Regions from separate parts of the Rattus norvegicus genome. Here region 1 is linked to region 2. Evidence: chromatin contacts called from public Hi-C data. All regions are on one chromosome and are shown on one strand. Each heading gives the region's core, a stretch centred on a gene start, on an enhancer-like site or on the middle of the called end of the contact. The rest is flanking DNA. Distances are from core to core; before and after follow the strand shown. Region 1 overlaps Pam (peptidylglycine alpha-amidating monooxygenase). Region 2 has its middle 83 kb from the start of Pam.

Region 1 (6,247 bases), core at 1,040-3,539, 230 kb after region 2:
TGAAAAACAAACAAACAGGAACAGATGAGTAGATGAAACTTGGAATGTAGATGACACAGAAGAGATATCTAAAGCCGTAAGGGAAGATGATAATGTAGGGACAGCGATAACGGATATTAGGACTACATAAAGCCTTGTACGCACGGCAGGACTCTGGGATGCTGAACCCCCAAAAATAGGAGAGGGAGCCACTTTAGGGAGCCAGGAAGGCTTGTTTTCCTGCTTGCTCTTAGGAACATAGAACAGTGGCATAAAGCCATGTGGGAAGGTAGCAACCCAGGTCAAGCCATATGAAAGTGTTGCTGTCCCTCCATGTTTTACTTAGCAACATTGTAATTGCATGCAGTTCTGCTGCGTTGGTAGATTGATTAGCTTGCCACTATTTTCAAATGTGTTTTTTCTTTCCCATTGGATTTTATCTAATTTTTCAACCCAATCCCACCCCAAGGATTTTTCCTGATCCAACACACCCTGGTTGTGTATTATATTGCTCTTCCAGCCAGACACCAAAGCAGGCATGGGGCAAGCATGCTTGGCGAAGGAACGCACTATGTCTTTGTGGAACTGAGTCTGATTTTTGGCTTTCCGACAGTTCTCCTCCTTCCTCTGCCTTGTTTTCTACCTGTCCGCTGCCGCCTGCCTTTTAGCTCTCTTCATGAAGCTACCCTGCACCCTAACGCTTCTCTGAGCATAGCCCAGGAAGGAACGGGGAGACCAAGGCAAAACGTCTAGGAAGAGACATACCAAGGGGACAGTGGGAGTCCTTTGGGACCTCTGCATCCCCATAAAAAGAGAAAATGATTGATCTTGGGGACAAGAGCCCCAGAGGGATGACTGAAGTCGTGGAAACTATACAGGGTTTCCCGTCATTCCCATTTATTTAAGCTTCAGATGAAGAACAGAATCCAATTCCAAAATAGGATTGCCCACTGCTGTTCACAGAAAGGGTAAAGCTTAACACATATCCCTAAATTGTTGGAATAAAAGCTTCCAATTTTTATTTATAATATTTTGCTAACTTAATTCTATCCCAATAAAAACTGTTGACGTTAGCACATTTTTACCATTTCATATAATACACCCCCTTATATGTCAGAGATATGGAAAGATGAATATGACCTCATTTCTTGGAGAAAAAAAAAACCTGAGGCTCAAGGCATGATAATGTCAAAATTGCAGTCTATAAGAGACACAGACAAGAGTTTACCCCTTATTACTTTGCAATTTCCACAATTTTCAGCCTTCTTTATGCTTCTCAATAGCATATAAACCTTTTTAAACTGCACGTAAATAAAATTTATTAGCCATTTGTAAGTTCCCGATTTTATGATGAACGTTGAGCCCTTGGATAGAAAAGGGTGAGAGACACATTTAAAAATGGGCCGTCTTTTTTTCCCCTTTGTCTCGTCTTGTTTTGTTTAAAGCAGATCATGACCGCAAGCTCGAGTCAAGTTCTGGAAGAGTCCTGGGAAGATTCCGAGGTATGCCTGTGACCTTTCAGAATCTCTGTGTCTGGCCCAGAGTCAGCGAGCTCGTGTCTCGCAAAGAACCAGGCACTGTGTCATAGTTTGACTCTGAAAATCCAGCCCCTAGTGGGCAGTTAGTGTCCCAGCATAAATGCAAAGGGAAGACCGGGAAGCGTGGGCCTCCCCGCATCCTGCCCTGCTCTGTTTCTCTTTTCCAATCGCCATTCTGCAGCTTCTCCTCCCTCCCCCCCACAACCCCCCATCTGTTTGCTTTTGTCTTTGGTAAACTTCCTGTCTGGTAGAGCGGTCAGTGCTTGTCTCAGGGAAGATGACCTTTTCAGAGTCGTGGAAATGAGAAGCAGCTCAGGGGTTGCCAATTCAGGGGAGCTGTGGAGAGACAGACAGTGAAAATGGGTCTGAAATATCTCTGCAGAAACTCACTCCCGGGGAATTTCAGGATTTGATCCTTTACTTCGGTAAAGTCTGTTGAGCAATATCCATCTGGTTGTGTAAGGGAAATCTCTTTGAATACCATTCTTTAAAAAAAAAAATCTACCCTCTTCCATTCCCAATTTCTGTCTCTGTTTAATGTTTGAAATTTTACGAGGAAACAGACTTGTTTGTGCAACTTTTAACTCCACTGTGGCGACTGATTTCTTTCCCCCCAGGAAAGGGAAGCGGCGGCTTAAATCTGGGAAATTTCTTTGCAAGTCGAAAAGGCTACAGCAGAAAAGGGTTTGACCGAGTGAGCACAGAGGGGAGTGACCAAGAGAAAGATGAGGACGACGGAACTGAGTCTGAAGAGGAGTACTCGGCCCCGCTGCCCAAGCCTGCACCTTCCTCCTGAGCTCCAGCCTTCGCCCGGGTAGCTGGACTGAGGTTTACCAGGATGCCCAGACTCCTTCCCCTTTAGCGCGTGTAAAGTTCTGTGCATTTGATTGTAAACTGTACTCGTCAGTGTGGGACTGTACACACCTTATTTACTTCATTTGGCTCCGTTGGCTTCTGTTCTCTAGGTGAGGAGTTCCCCACCAGTTCACTCCAGTGCCATTGTCTTTATATGAACTTAGCGTAGAGAAGCCGCCCTCCTCTTCCAAGGTAGCGCTCCAACCCCCGAGGGAAGTTTAGCTCATTCACATTTGGAGACGTTTTAGTTGGTGGATGTAAATAGCCCTATTCTCTGCTTGAACACAGTATTCTCCCAGTCCACACCCATCGCCAGTGTCTTTCTTTGGTGCCTTTCCTGTTCAGCATTCTCAGCCTGTGGCAGTGAAGAGAACCAACCTGCCACACGACGAAAAGCTGCTAAATCTCCTTCTATTTTTTTAAAATCACTAACATTATATTGCAATGAGAGAAATTTTAAAAAGTCTCTATTTAAATTCTTTTTTTAAATTTCTCCTCAGTTGGTGTGTTTCCGGGATGTCTTATTTTTAGATGGTTACACTGTTAGAACACTATTTTTCAGAATCTGAATGTAATTTGTGTAATAAAGTGTTTTCAGAGCATTAGCAAGTCAGTGTATTTTGTGATTTTTTTTGGCATGTGTACAATATTTTATACACATCTTTTAGTAATTACACAAGTCAGTGAGCGATACTAGGTCATTCTTTTCAACCAAAAGAATTGTTTTGAGTAGAATTTAGAAGATAGTTTTATGGGACCAAGATAGAGCGAGAACTATGGTAAGGTTATTCTTACATGAATAAAACCAGATTCTCTTTGAAACCTCCTAAAATGTTTCACATAACATTAAACAGTAGAAATCGCTAAAGGAAAGGGGCCTATATCTCAGATGTCAAACACAAATGCGTCAATCAGCATAGCTCAGTACTGGCTGTTTTCCCTTAAGGAATTATTTGACCCAGGGTCAAGGGTGCTTACAATATAAAAGAGTCCTCACACTGACGACAGATTACTTTTTGAGATCTTTTTTTATGACATATCAATGCAACTTAGTAAGAACCTGATAATTTCCCTTTTTAAATGATTTGACTCTAGAGCACTTTCATCAAAATGCCCGCTTGAATTTCAGGCATCTTAATAATTGAAATATTAAGGAAAGGTACTTGCTGGAAAAAAAAATGTTACTGTTTAAAATCGTCTTCCTTCATGACCGGCAATCTGATTGGAAGTGTTCGTCCCTTCAATACTTTGAGCTCACCCTCAAGTTAAAGCTTCACTTTTGTGATCCCTGTGTTTTCCCTTCAGACGAGGAGGTTCATCTCTGACCGTTCCTTTTCCTTTCCACCAAATTGGTGGTGAATACAAGAACAGTATTTGGACGTTTGTGAGCACGTCCAACTCTATCTTAACACCTCCACAGCAGAATTAGTCCGTGCTTGGACTGCGTGTGATAGGGGCTGACTGGGAAGAGGACCAAGCCTTCAGTCATGGAACAAGTTAGTCAGACTCATACCTACGCTGTCTTTTGTGGCCCACGAGCTGACCATTTGCTATACTTTTAAAATATGTACATCTGATCCTGTCTGAGCAGTTTTATGATGAATTAATTGATACGAAGAGATCAAAGTGCTACAATGTAAGGGAACAAGAAAAAGGGGAGTATACTCATCAAAACAGAATAATCATTACAAGCCCTTGACGCCTGCTCCTGGACGATGAATTTGACTCCAGATTTTCTGGTAGCTCATTAAATAATACTTGATTACTTCCATAATTCATGCGTACATCAAACATTTATTACTCTTAATATTAAGATGAGAACAATTGGCCCCCAAGTGTCTAGAGAGGGATAAAGCCATGTAAAGTAATTCGAATTAATTGGTCATAGACACAGAGTAGATACATACATTTTGCAGATCTGTTACTGCACGTGTCTCTCAACGGAGACACATGGCATTAGAAGAAGGGAATTTCAGAAAATTGATTTTTCTCACTAACACTGCAGTACAGTCACCACAAGAAGTCAATGTCTGTGGCTTACGTAACTGTAGAAACTAGAAACAAATGACCTGCATCTATTCCGGGTTGTTTTTCCCCTGATACTGTTCTTGGCTGAACTTTATTTACTCAGTCAACTAGAGACTGCTCTGCCTGAGACACAGAAGGAAAAGATCCCAGCCCTCGGCTGACAGGGAATGTAAGAGCTCTGTTACTCTATCACACGTCCTTATTTATCAGAGTTAGCCTTTAATGGCACACGCTGGGAGTGAGGGTCTTAAACTTTCTGTAGGTGAGTCCAGTGTAAAGCAGGAGTTTAAACTCACTGCCATGGAGAATGGACATCTCCATCCACCGGTTACAACGGGGATGGGTGTATGCTTCCAAAATTATAGATGGTTTGGAACAAAAGAGATTCTGAAATTTTTTTTTTACATTTTTTTCTTTGAAAACTTCATACATGTATGTAACACATTCTGGTCACAACTCTGGGTGCCTTAATTTATTCCACGTGTAATACTGGATATTAGGATTGTATGATTGACTAATTAAGAAGCATAGGTAAACAGCTGTGCTTTTGTTTTCATTGCAATTAGGTTGGTCTGAGCATATTATCTGGAGAGGTTAAATGAATGGTTTTGTCGTTCACTGAATTGGGCCAAAATTACTCTATGCATAAAAGACTTTTGTTCTTAGCTCTCTTCCTTTCTTTTTTTGAAGACTTATTTCTTTATTATATATAAGCACACTGTCTTCAGACACACCAGAAGAGAGCATCAGGTCTCATTGCAGATGGTTGTGAGCCACCACGTGGTTGCTGGGATTTGAACTCAGGACCTCTGGGAGAGCAGTCAGTGCTCTTAACCACAGAGCCATCTCTCCAACCCCTTCTTCCTTCCTTTTTAAAATCAGCATATCCCTTCCAATTTTCCCAGGCATCCCTAAACTTCTATAAGTCAAACATTTAAGACGATGACAGTGAACATCACAGACTGCATTGGCACACGCTTGACAGTCCCCTGAACTGTAAGCCACTGTCCCTGTATCCTATTGCAGTACTTAAACGCTGGTGCTAGGAGCAGGAATAAGCTCAGTTTCCCTCTTGCTCACTTCTTAGGGGTGGTTGGGGGAGCAGGGGATTCCAAGTGACCATAGGTGTCTGTTACTGATGCAGCTCTCTGGATCACAACCTGAGGAACTAGTTAAAAACTGTGGCCGTGGGACCGGAAATAGTATCTTAAAAACTTTGTGTGAGGTGGAAGAGGGACTCTTAGGCATCCAAGGGATAACCCTAGCTAAGACTCCCAGCAATATTGAGTATGGAACCTAAAATAGCCATCTCTAGTAACCAGAAAAGACTTCCAGTGGAGGAATTAAGACATCAACCTAGCCACAAAAACTTTGTCCTGCCTATAAAAGCTGTAGATGTAAAGATGAAGCAGAAATTGAAGAAAAATCGAACCAATGACTGGCCCAGGGTAAGACCCATGCCATGAGAGAGCCCACCCCTTACACTATTAATGATATTTTGCTATACTAGCAGTCAGGTGCCTAGCATAACTGTCATTTAAGAAGCTTCACCCAGTAACTGATGGAAACAGGTGCAGATACCCACAGCTTGTCATTAGGTAGGCAGAGCTTGGGGAATCCTGTGGAAGAGGAGGAAGGCTAACCTGGGCCCATAAAGGCCCAAAGAGACTGAATCACCAACCATAAAGCATGCATGAGATGGGGCGTATGCCCTCTACATATGTGTAACATATGTGTATCTCAGTCTTCATATGGAACTCTTAACAGCAGGAGCTGGACCTATCTGACTCTGTTGCCTGTCTTTAGATCACTTTCCCCTAAGTAGGCTGACTTATCTAAACACAATA
Region 2 (6,040 bases), core at 1,423-3,922:
CAGGACGCTAAATTTCTAAGAATCTTCTGCCGGGCTACAATCTACAGTTGTCCATGCAGATGCAAGTTTCTACCTGACTTGAGTTATCTTCCAATAAATACTTGAGTTTCTTGAGCACTCCTTGCCTGACAGTGATTGTAGCTATTACTTTCTTTTCTGTGTGTTTTCCCAATACACTGTTTCTGCCAAAGCAGAACCTCGAGTTTTACCTCGTGGACATGGCTGCTGTTGACTGGAGTCCTTACTTTGGTCTTCCCCTATCCAGTGTGGCATTATAATTGATGTATTGATGTTGTTTTAACCGGATACAGGAGAAAAACAAGCTTTCTCATAATTAATATTATTAAACCGTATGAATTGTGCTTCAGCCTTCCGAGGGAAGATTATAAAGAAAACGAAGGTAGTTCGTTGAATTGGGGTTAAAATGGGCGATCCTGCAGGAATCCCACACAGCATGTGACGGGTATGCAGAGGTTGGAATATTCTCTCAGAGCAATGTTTGATGTACTACTCCACTTGACCTTTAAGAAGCCACTGATAACCGACTTTGATCGGTTAAACGGAAGGAGATCCAGCATTGTCCCACAGACTGGTTGATTAATTTAAATCCATAGATGTAGTCTTGCCTGAATGCCCTTTGCAAGGTCCATGTACAGAAGGGATGTTATTCAGAAGCACTGAGCCCAGTCTGGCTGTCCGACTCTTTCAGCTCTGCTGGACCTCTTAGGCTGCAGGCATCATCCTTAACCCCTTAATGCCCGCTTCAGCTCCTGTGCATGCTCCAAATTTCCTTCCATCCGCGTTCTGTTTGTAGCCTAGGGAAGAGGTATTTTACATCAGACTAATTGAAGGGCTAAAATAGGAAGTTATCTTCAACTAGGTTCTTTAGAAAAAAAAAACATTAGAGCTTAATCCCCCACTTCTTCTGAGGATCGTAATCAAAATTAGAATCACGAAATGTTGAAATAAGTTTTGGGCATTAAAGTAAGCCACATGTATAATTCCTTGCCTTTTAGATTCAAGACACTAAGGGCTTTGTTATCTGTGTTCAGTTCAGGATATGTGTCTAAGATGCAGGGCCCTTGGATGAGTTAAAGAAGTACAGTAAGGGGATAATCCTTGACCTTTAAATGAAAGCAAATTTTAAATTCTTCGAGGATAAAATGGAGTAGCTTCATTTTTTTTTTTCTTGGACTGAGAAGTGGCCTCACCACCTTCTTACACCACCTTCTGGCCGTCACAGGTGCTGCATGCATACGGTGCACACTCATACAAGCAGGCAAAACACCTCTACACATAATATGAGGAGATCCCCGGGGTGCTGGGGGCGGGGGTGACTGGGAGGGAGGAGTGAGCAGGATGTAAAGTGAATAAAAAAATTAAGAATAAAAAGTAATAAAAGACCAAAAAAAAGCCATTAATAAAACAAAACCCAACCAAACCGCACACATACACACACAGAAGAGAAGTTTTCTTCCATGGGCCAGTCTATCGGACGTACTTGCTGAAAAGGTAGCTGCTTATTAGAAGGTAGAGGTCCAGCTGAGAAACATAATGGGAAGTTAGGGAAACTAGAAGTTGTATGGTAGAAATAATGGAATCTAGTTCAGCTTTTATTTTTTGTTTTTGCGTTGTTGTTTTCACCTTTTGAGAGCAAAATTCATATTGGTATTTTAGCATGTCACGTGGGGTTCTTTTTTAAGAGCTTAAGTAAAAGCATTTAATCACTAGTACCTTGCTAACCTGGAAGCAGGTTGTGGAGTTTGTGTTCATTCGCTGTTGACTGAGGGAACGCCGAGCAGAGCACAGAGCTCCGTCTGTCCTCAGTAGAGGCTAGGAAGCAGGTATAGACTCTGCTCTTCAGAAGCTTAGAGGAAGTAGGAAAAATTCATAACCATGAACCATATTTTCTTACTGTTGCTGGCAGGGAAGGGACAGCACACTTGTTCAGTGCAGCCCCTAGCAGTGAGCCACAGTCTTCGACCCACAAAAGAGTGTCTTCAGGGTGGATAGAAAAAGAAAGAGCATTGGAGATTCTGAGATAGGTTTTGGTGGGTCGGTTGGGTTTCGTTGATAGAAAGGGGTGAGAGCAATTCGGAGGCAAAGTGGGGTGGGAAGGTAGGTACTCACGGACTTTCCCGAGAAGGGAGCAGATCCGTTTCTAGAGCAGAGAAAGCCCAGGATTGTCGAGAGAAGGGATAGGCGAGAGCAAAAGGGGGAGGGGTCACTGGGAAGAGAAGGGAGGGGAAACTGCAGTCAGGATGCAATACATGAGACCACAATAAAAAATAGTTTTAAAAGAATCTATCAGCAGATACTGAGTGTGTTGCAGTTCCTCGCCTTCCTTCATTTTTCAGGGGAAAACTGTAGATACTAAGTCTTCTTTCCCAAGCATCTTAGTTCAGAAAATTCAAATCAAACTGCAAAGTGCTACCGGTGTTTTTAATTCCTCAGTACATGTGACCTACCAAAACTAGATCACAGAGATGTTTTAAAACCTCAACTAGGCTGTGATAATTGATGATATTAGAACAGTAATAAAAAAGAAATATCTCAACAGCAACAACAATAACAGTAACAACAACAATAACAAGCCAAAGCTAGACCGGCTCACAGCCACACTGTACCAAATGCTAATCTCTGCACTCTTCACCCTGAAACAGGAAGTGGAGGAGGCTGGGCAGGGTTCAGTGGGCTATGGTCTGAAGTGCTTGGAGGTAAGACTGTCAGTGTCCTATAGGGGGAGCCTTTGAGAAGCTTGCAGTTTAGAATCGTGTCCAGAGGTAAACTGGACAAGATAGTTAAAGACTTATCAAGGACAAAGAAATGACCACGCAACGACCAGAAGAAGGTTTCACTGAAGACAGAAGTCAGTAATGAGACTAGAGAGTTATAAGATGTCAGATGGAGAAGCATCAGGGGACAGGTCACTAAATTTGGCCAGTACCTGACTTTCAATAGGAGGTCAGGCCATAGCCCTTCCTACCAGTTCTTGTACTTTTTTCATTAGCTCAGTGTGGATTTGTCTTAATTAGAATCCCGAATCCCAAATGTAGATCGAAAAACTCCATGCACTTCCAGTGTCTGGAGTTAGGTAATCATTCATTTAACCAAGAGCAGAGCAGCCAAGGGCACTGCTCCTGGGGGTTAGGAGGCAGTGCGGTATGAGCGGATTAAAAGTGCTTTGTCCTAGCCTTAGAGATGTGTAGTGGGGAGAGAGTTCAATGGCCACTGGAGCAGACTGCTCTGGCCTTCCAAGTTGGCTCGAACATCCCTCTGGACTCTAACCTCCCTTTGCTTCTTTTACTCACCAGCTCGAGTTCACATCCGATTAATATACAAGTCAGGCTGAGGGCCTTGTGGGTTCCCTAACTACAGTTTAAAGGTTAAGGTGTTTCCTGAGGGCTAGACTTAGGCATGACAAATACACTCTTACTGTAAAAGAATCATTTTCCATTTTAAGTTTTGATTTGTTTCCGTTTGGGTACCAGTGAAGCTTTCGGATGCTCAAAGAATAAGCCTATTGTTTTTCTGAAGTTAGGACAGATATAAGGGCATATACCTATCCAGCTGGAACCTGTCAGACCACAGGAGGGTGTAGTCCGTTACTCCCAGCTGTGCTTCTAACCTTTGGACCTCGTGTTCCTGTGGGTGGTCTAAATGTGGGTGTGCACTTCACCAGTCGCTGTTCTTAGAATAAACACAGAGACAGACAGGTAGTAGTGTTTTTATGTAAAGTTATCAACTGAAGAATTTATGATCTGTAAGAAGTCAGTGACATTGCACTGTTGGGGGGAAGAAAATTAACGGTGGTGGGAAAAAAGGAATAAGAATATTGAGTAGGATGTACTACATTTAGCTGCTTTTTAAAAATTAATTACAGGAGAATAAAAGCTACCTCAGGGTGAATTGTGGATAGGAGTTAGAGAAATTAGGTCCTTTTCTCCAAAGAAACATCTTTCGCAGACCATGTAATGTGGGCCACCCAGGGCCACTGGCAGGATTTATTTCACCTGGCAATCTTCCGTGTTTTCTTTAGCACTTTATAGTGTTAGAGATCTCGTGGTTTTGCCTGATGTGTGGTTATACTCTTCCTGTGATTGTCCTCTAAAAATAAATCTAACAAACTAGTTTTATTGATGGATCATTTGTCCTTTCTGACTCGCATCTCTGGAAAGGTCAGTGCACCTGCTCCGTTTGATGTGTTTGTTTCCTTGATAGCCTTAATTCACTTTTTCTTTCTAGCTCCACTCAGCTAGGCAGGATCTCTTTTTTAAAGAATGGTTCGAAGCGTCCTTGAACTCCTGTGGTCAGTGTAGGGCCTGGCCCTCCGAAGCTGTGATGAGCCCTCTGTGTATTCAGGTACACAGAGCCTAGTGTAACAGAGGGCACACAGGTGGATTTCTGCCTGTTGAATTAGTGTAATAATTCATAGTTGAATCTTCTTTAAAGTAGAGAATCATATAAAGACTGGAGGACTCTCCCTCAAATATAACACTCCTAATATTTATGTATGGTATGTCTTCTAGATACTTTTCAGTGCATGTTCACAAAAACAGGAATAGTTTGAGATATGATTTTATAGAGGTCGATAACCTTGAACTACAGAGCCTCCTGCCTTTGCCTCCTGATTTCTGGGATTACAGACATGAGCTGGCACATGCAGTTTTGAGCACTAGGGATTGAAGTCAGAGGCCCTCATGCATGGTAATCAAGCCTTCTACCTATGAGCTATGTCCTCCGCCCAACAAATGTTGCTTTTTAAAGAGAAAATTATGCCATATGTATAGGGCAATATATTTTACATTTAGTGTACATGGTATGTGGTACATAGTGTGTGTGTGTGTGTGTGTGTGTGTGTGTGTGTGTGTGTGTGTGTGCGCGCGCCCGCAGGAGCACACATGTGTGTTTGCTATTATAGCATGCAACTATAGGAAGCAAGAGAACAGTTGTCAGGAGTTGGCTCTTTCCTACCACCATACCGGTCCTGGGGATCAAGCCCAGGTTGTGGAGCTCAGAATCAAGGAACAGACTTGACCAGCCATCTCCCTAGCTCTTAGTAATTCTCCTGCTCACCTACCTCCATTTTACCGAGCTTGGCCTGTCTCGCCTTTCAAACAGGATCTCAGAAGGCACAAATGAAAGAACGGAAGCTTGATTGGAAAGTCCTCTCTCGTTAGCTGACTCAGGGGCAGCCCCTGTTTTCCTGAGACTACATGTTACTATTCTGCTCCCGGTCTTTCCCAAGCTCGACAGGAGTGAGAACTCCCAACTTGTCAATTAGGTTTAAAAAAAAAAAAAACCGTCTGTAATTTTTTTTGAGATTGGAAATTGGTACTGTTGTATTCCGTTTACTGTTTTTGAAGCCACGGTCTGGTTAGACATTTGTAAGCTATTTACTTACAAGGGAAACATTAAAAGGCAGGCTTGGCATCATCTAAATTGAAATAGAGATAATAATAGTTTCTTTGAAAGAGCTGAGATCTAAGTATATAGTACAGAGTGACAACCTTCAGCTTTTATTGTGCTGTGACTGTCTTAAGGAAGACCTGTCAACTTACTTGCTTATCCTTACAATGGCGGCGGCTACGATAAAAATTAGACCCTAGGATTGTTGAAAAACATGTCAATCAAATATTCACGGGAAAGAAAACAATAGTTTTCATACCACAGATGATAAATTAGATACTTATTAAAGTGTTGCAACTGATCAGAGAAGCAGAGGATATTATTAGAGACTCAGCTTGACTCGGGAACATGGTTATTTTAAGCAATTACTCTCAACCTGGTGGCGTTAAAGGGGCTTGTGTTCTCTTCAAGATGGGTGGCAGAGGCAAGGAAGAACAAAGAGTTCAAAGGGAGGTTTTATGTTTTGTGTGGTTTTCCAGGGGAGGGCATCATTACAATAAAAGTTATTCTGCCTTTGACACAGAGACTTCAACAAGAAAACTGTAGCTTTGGGTCGTGGTTGCCTGACTGATTTTATCATGGTGTAATAATTAGCCATTTCCCCGGAGGTGATTTCTGCACAAGTGACCTG

The links. A called contact is a pair of places that touch in the nucleus more often than the background predicts.
Region 1: a Hi-C map of liver shows a contact between it and region 2, with 4 times the contacts expected there. The contact joins two enhancer-like sites. A contact is called at or near these places in 5 of 12 Hi-C or Micro-C datasets (hepatocytes, kidney, liver and 2 more).

Annotation. Positions count from the first base shown.
Region 1 is chr9:105,716,307-105,722,553 of GRCr8, forward strand. It overlaps Pam (peptidylglycine alpha-amidating monooxygenase), which reads left to right. Exons shown (of 25, transcript NM_013000.3): 24 at 1,428-1,481; 25 at 2,135-2,971. The coding sequence ends at 2,313. Among named protein-coding and RNA genes, the nearest start is that of Gin1, 43 kb to the right of the region's middle. Within about 2 kb of position 2,290, at least 10 of the 93 cell types and tissues checked have an H3K27ac peak or open chromatin away from gene starts, as enhancers often do. A contact at or near this core is called in liver, where this site is marked.
Region 2 is chr9:105,484,674-105,490,713 of GRCr8, forward strand. It overlaps a transcript of Pam not described here. Among named protein-coding and RNA genes, the nearest start is that of Pam, 83 kb to the right of the region's middle. Within about 2 kb of position 2,673, at least 6 of the 93 cell types and tissues checked have an H3K27ac peak or open chromatin away from gene starts, as enhancers often do. A contact at or near this core is called in liver, where this site is marked.